2 separate regions of the Mus musculus genome follow, and region 1 is linked to region 2. The links are chromatin contacts, called in public HiChIP or PLAC-seq maps. All regions are on one chromosome and are shown on one strand. The core of a region is the stretch at or near the end of the contact, and the rest is flanking DNA. Distances in the headings are between cores, read along the strand shown.

What was found. HiChIP or PLAC-seq counts read pairs in DNA pulled down with a chosen protein or histone mark.
Region 1: a contact with region 2 is called in a FOXA1 HiChIP or PLAC-seq map of pancreatic cancer cells. The contact joins two enhancer-like sites. A contact is called at or near these places in 1 of 484 Hi-C or Micro-C datasets (embryonic stem cells), 1 of 115 datasets of contacts at active chromatin or transcription factors (pancreatic cancer cells) and 1 of 9 other capture datasets (embryonic stem cells).

What each region holds. Positions count from the first base shown.
Region 1 is chr14:121,434,634-121,437,333 of GRCm38.p6, reverse strand. No RefSeq gene overlaps it. Among named protein-coding and RNA genes, the nearest start is that of Gm33299, 21 kb to the left of the region's middle. Within about 2 kb of position 1,368, at least 143 of the 459 cell types and tissues checked have an H3K27ac peak or open chromatin away from gene starts, as enhancers often do. A contact at or near this core is called in pancreatic cancer cells, where this site is marked.
Region 2 is chr14:121,051,896-121,054,595 of GRCm38.p6, reverse strand. All of the region lies in intron 1 of Farp1 (FERM, RhoGEF (Arhgef) and pleckstrin domain protein 1 (chondrocyte-derived)), which reads right to left. Among named protein-coding and RNA genes, the nearest start is that of Farp1, 18 kb to the right of the region's middle. Within about 2 kb of position 1,430, at least 136 of the 459 cell types and tissues checked have an H3K27ac peak or open chromatin away from gene starts, as enhancers often do. A contact at or near this core is called in pancreatic cancer cells, where this site is marked.

The DNA of each region.
Region 1 (2,700 bases), core at 119-2,618, 380 kb before region 2:
AGTCAGGATGTCCACAGAGATATGTGGTTGACTGGGTGTCCAAAGGCAAGCCTGACTGCAAAGCTGACTCAGAAGCTGGCCAACCGCCAAGGTCAAGCTGGACTGCCCTGCGGTTTATCTGTTACCAGATGTTTTCAGGAAGACGGGAAGTAGCAGGATTCAGACCTCCTTCCAGACCACACCTAAGTCCCTTGTATTCCTAGTTCATGAAAGCATGCTGAGGTACAACCCCACACGGGACACTTAGTCCTCCCTCAGCTGTGAGGCACAGAGATGTGGCTACACTGACACCATAGAAAGCTGCCCACCAGTGACTTTCCATGATAGAAATGACGGCTAAAGCTCAGGAGGTTGGGGTCGTGTTGATATTTTAGTCATGGGTAGACTTAAAGACATTGCAGTGACCTGTTAGGGACAGAGGTTTGATTGGTTTTTGTATGTTCTCTCTCTCTCCCTCTCCCTCTCTCTCTCTCTCTCTCTCTCTCTCTCTCTCTCTCTCTCGTATGTGTGTAGATATCCCACATGCAAGTAAAGATGAGAGAGTCACCTCAAGCATCAGTCATAAGAGCCTTTCTGCTGGTTTTCAGAGACAGCATCTTTCCTTGGGACATAGAACTTGCCGGGCAGCCTGGGCAGCCTGGACTCCGGGGATCTTCCTATGTCTGTCTTCCTCACCTGGATTATAAATACATACCACCATGCTCAGGTTTTTATGTGGGTGCTGGGGCCATACTCAAGTTCTCATGTAGAGATATCTCCCCAGCCCCTACTGCTTTTCTGAGACATAGTCTCAAGTAGCCCAGGCTAGCCTTAGTCCTCCCATCTCTACCTCCCAATTTTGGAATTATAATCATTAGCCACCATGCTCCACACACAGATAGAAGGGTACAATTTACAGTCAATTGATTTAAGAGTCTTTATTTCCTTCCCTCCCTCCCTTCCTTCTTTCTTTGTTTCTTTCCTTCCTGAGACAGAGCCTCACTTGGTAACACTAGATGACCTAAATTTTGCTATCTGGACCAGGATGACTTCAAACCCAGAGAGACATGCCTGCCTCTGTCAGGAGAGTTCTGGGATTAAAGGTGTGCCCTGACACATTCAAGCTTTGGGCAGTTTGGGGAAGGCACAGGCTTCTAGGAATACCTCAGAAACAGTGCTGAGAGCAGTGGAGAGGGCTGGGCTGGATTTCCAGAAAGGACAATGTCTGGAGAAGACTCGTTGGAGGAACAGAGAGAACATTTGCGGGTGACATTCCGCACCTCCTGCTGCTTCTGTGCTCTCCTGAATGTCACCCTGGAGAGCAGGGTTTCTCCCAGATCGCCTGAGCTCTGCTCTGAGTCACCGCCAGACATTTGTTTTTGCTCTTGTTTTCCATTATAGCAACCTTATCTGGTGAGTGGTGAGTCAGGACCAGCCGAGGAAGGAGGGGAGGGAGGCTCTGAGGGAAGGAGCAAAGCAGACATCTTGGTCAGAGAGCTGCTCTGGCCTGGGTGAGGATCCTAGGCTACAGAGGGGATGGAACAAGGTCATTTGAAGGGGACCCCCCCCCCCCCTTCCCAGTGACATCCACACCAGGCTTGCCACTAGTGTGGCATGACAGATTTTCATCTAAGTTCCTCCTAGGCCAGACTTCATTCCTCCTGAGGACAAATGAGAGAGAGAGAGAGAGAGAGAGAGAGAGAGAGAGAGGGAGAGAGAGAGAGAGAGAGAGAGAGAGAGAGAGAAGCAAAAGGGCTGGCAAGATGCTCAGTAGGTAAAAGTACCTTCCACTAAGCCCCCAGGCCCATGGAAAGAACCAACTCCCAACTGAATGTCATCCTCTGATCTCTGCATGTACATCATGTGTGTGTGTGTGTGTGTGTGTGTGTTTGTACACAAATAGACAAGTAATGAAATATCAACAAAAGCACATAATTCATTTGATAGAAAAGAAGGGAGAACTCCTTTTCTCAGCACACAGATCACTGCAAGTTAAAGAGAAAGAGAGACTTTTTCTATTCTTCCCAAACAGGCATGAATCTTCTGGTGATTAAATAAGACCCTCACCAATGTTACAACTCAAGAGTGTTTCCTCTTAGACTCAGAAGCCACCTCTTTACAGTGATGTCATCCAGAAGCCCTGCCAGTCAGAAGTGTCATGAATGAGATGGGCCTGGTCCCGTGATGGCCCATGTCCTCCTTAGGGGAGTTGTCCCTGTGCTCTGTGCGCAGCATAGTCTAGCCTAGGGGGAGCTTGTTCACTGCCCAACCTCATGCCCTTCTCCCTATCATGGGAGTTAAAGATGGTTCTCGTTTGGAAGTAGAGTTTCTTTCCCTCTCCCTCTCCCTCCCTTCCTCTCCCTCCCCTCAGCCCCTCCCTCTCCCTCCCCCTCTCCATCCTTCCCCTCCCTCTGCGTCTGTGTGTCTGTACATGCATGAGCTTTCTGGTGGCTAGGTTTTATGTCAACTTATCACAAATTAGGGCCATCTGAGAGGAGAGAACCCCAACTGAGAAACCATCTCCATAAGATCAGGCTGTAGGCAAGCCTGTAGGGCATTTTTACATAGTGACTGATGGGGAAAGGCCCAGTCCACCACAGATGATACCACTCCCCTGAGCTCTATAAGGAAGCAGGGTGAGCAAGCCATGGGAGCAAGTCAGTAAGCAGCACCCCTCCATGGCCTCTGCATCAGATCCTGCTTCCAGGTTCCTGCCCTGTT
Region 2 (2,700 bases), core at 181-2,680:
GACATAAAACTGTTTGGTGGGAGCTTGTTTCCTATTAAACAAAAATCTAAGTTCTCTAAAAGAGCAATAAAGCTTTCAGAGAGTCCACAGCAGGAGGTCGGACACAAGCAGGCAGCCACAGATGTGATACTTTGTTGTTTAATCAAATACAAAGTACAAGTCTTAAACCTCCAGATTCATTCAAGGATAACCACATCTTTTCTTGTGCACATCTGCAGAAGGTATCCAGACGCCCCAATCTTTCCATCTAGAAAAAAAAGGGCTCCCAACTCCTCTCCCACAAATGAGTTCCAGAAACACTGCCCAGCGCCTGCCAGGCAGACACAGTCCAGGTGCTCAATGTGGCTCCAACAAACTCTTCTATCTGGCCAGCCAACTGGCACATGCATGCACACGCACATACATGCACACACATGCACACACTCGAACACACACGCACACACACTCACTGATTCCCTGAGCTCTCTGGCCCTCCTGCCTACCTATTAATTTCAATGTTCTGAAGGTGCCATTCCCTACCTGGGTACCTACTGGGGCTCCTGCAGCAGAATGACTCATGAAAGTAGCCCACAATCTGGCAATTTACTCTGAATTAAGCCAAAGACCATAATCATTGGTGTTTAGAGAGGTCACGCTAAGTTTAATTTCTAAGTTACTAATGTATGATATCATAGCACCAAACAAGCATTTTCTTCTTCTCGGTCTGAAAGGGGGTTTGTTTTTAAGCTCTCCCAGCCTGCAAGAGCATTGCTAAAGCACTCCTAACTTTGCCAGACACCAACCTGGCATCTGCCATTAAGAGAAACATGTCAGAAGCACGCACAGCACACAGACACACACATGGACAGACAGACAGACACACACACACACACACACACACACACACACACTGGGAAGGTTTAGAGCATGAATAAATGCAGATCTGCCGCCACCAGTAAGACACCACATCCAAGGCTTTCATGAACTGTGGCCAAGCAGCTAGGAGATCAGCTCAGGTCTGAGAGACTTGGGGTTCTTTTTCCTTCTAATGCACAAAAGGTAGTATACCATCTCCTAGAACACAGGGAAGATACACTTGCTGACACCTCTGAGAGAGCAGTCCCCATGCCCAAAGCTGCCCAGCCATACCCACTCCCACCCCCACCCACCGGCGGGCGAGCAGGCAGAGCCCACAAGAGCATTGGTCAGGCATGGCTCTGACCTAGGCAAGCTTTCACATTTAAGACTGCTGAAAAAACATTCCTGCTTGGACTCTTAACTTCAGAGAAGGCAGAACTCTTGACAGAAAGTGAAACCCAACCCCCACCCCACCACCAAAAGCTTCTGAGGGGAAAGAAGCCAAGGATAAAAGAGATGGGAGGGGCCAAGCCCTCCAGGGCCCTCAGCGCTTCTAAACTCACCCTGGGAATCTCTACAGGATAAATATCACAAAGCAAGCCACCCTCCCCATCACATGAACACAGCCAAATTCCTCTGAGTAAAGGTCAACAGGAAATGACCTGAAGAGACCTTTGACCTTAATCGTGTTGGTTTAAGGATTACTGAAGCAAGATTACTGGGGGAAAGAAAGCCACAAAACGTATGTAGACTAGATTATAACTGAAAAAGGAAACACTGTAAAAAAAATTAATTAAGGAGAGTGCAGGATGTTTATAATAAGGAGGTGGAGAGCAGATATGGGAACTAACTTCTGCTCCATTCCTCTGTGAACCTAAAGCTACTCATAAAAATAAAAAATAAAAAGAGACATCATCTATTTTTAAAACTTTAAGGAAAGAAGTTAAATAAGGCAGGCAGGAAGGAGAAAGCAGTCTGGGCTCAGAGCTCGGTGCGACTGTGCACCCTGCCTGATTACTTCATCTTTTTAATCATTTCACAGTGGCTTTATTGGTTTTGCATTTAAAAAGAAATAACTGAGTCTGGTGTGGTAACACACACCTGCAATCCCAGCAATTTAGGAAGCTGAGGCAGGAGGATGACAGAGTTGAGGCCAGCCCAGGCTACATAAGGAGACCCTATCTCGAACAACAGAGCCAGGTGTGGTGACACAAGGGTGTCATCTTACCGCTCAGCTCTGGATCTCATGTTCTTACTTAGGGAGACACAGTGTGACTTGGGAATTGCTATTCTGGATGTACCTGAGCCCCCGCTTCAGACTTAGGGATCACTCTCCACCTCAGAAGTCGGCACATCCCACTTCATGGATGGAAATTTTACACCCCTCAATTTCCAAGCCACACAGAGAATTCCTTGACCTAACCACCTGACGAAGACTCTACCCCTCCCCCAAGCATGCTTGAACAAGAGGAAGAAGGAGGAGAAGGAGGAGGAGGAGGAGGAGGAGGAGGAGGAGGAGAAGGAGGAGGAGCAGGAGGAGGAAGAGGAGGAGGAGGAGGAGCAGGAGGAGGAGAAGGAGGAGGAGCAGGAGGAGGAGAAGGAGGAGGAGGAGGAGGAGGAGGAGAAGGAGGAGCAGGAGGAGGAGGAGGAGGAGGAGCAGGAGGAGCAGGAGGAGGAGGAGCAGGAGGAGGAGGAGGAGAAGGAGAAGGAGGAGGAGCAGGAGGAGGAAGAGGAGGAGGAGGAGCAGGAGGAGGAGAAGGAGAAGGAGGAGGAACAGGAGGAGGAGAAGGAGGAGGAGGAGGAGGAGGAGGAGGAGGAGGGATGTCAGTTCCAATGGTACAGAGGGATAAGTTTGCAATACCA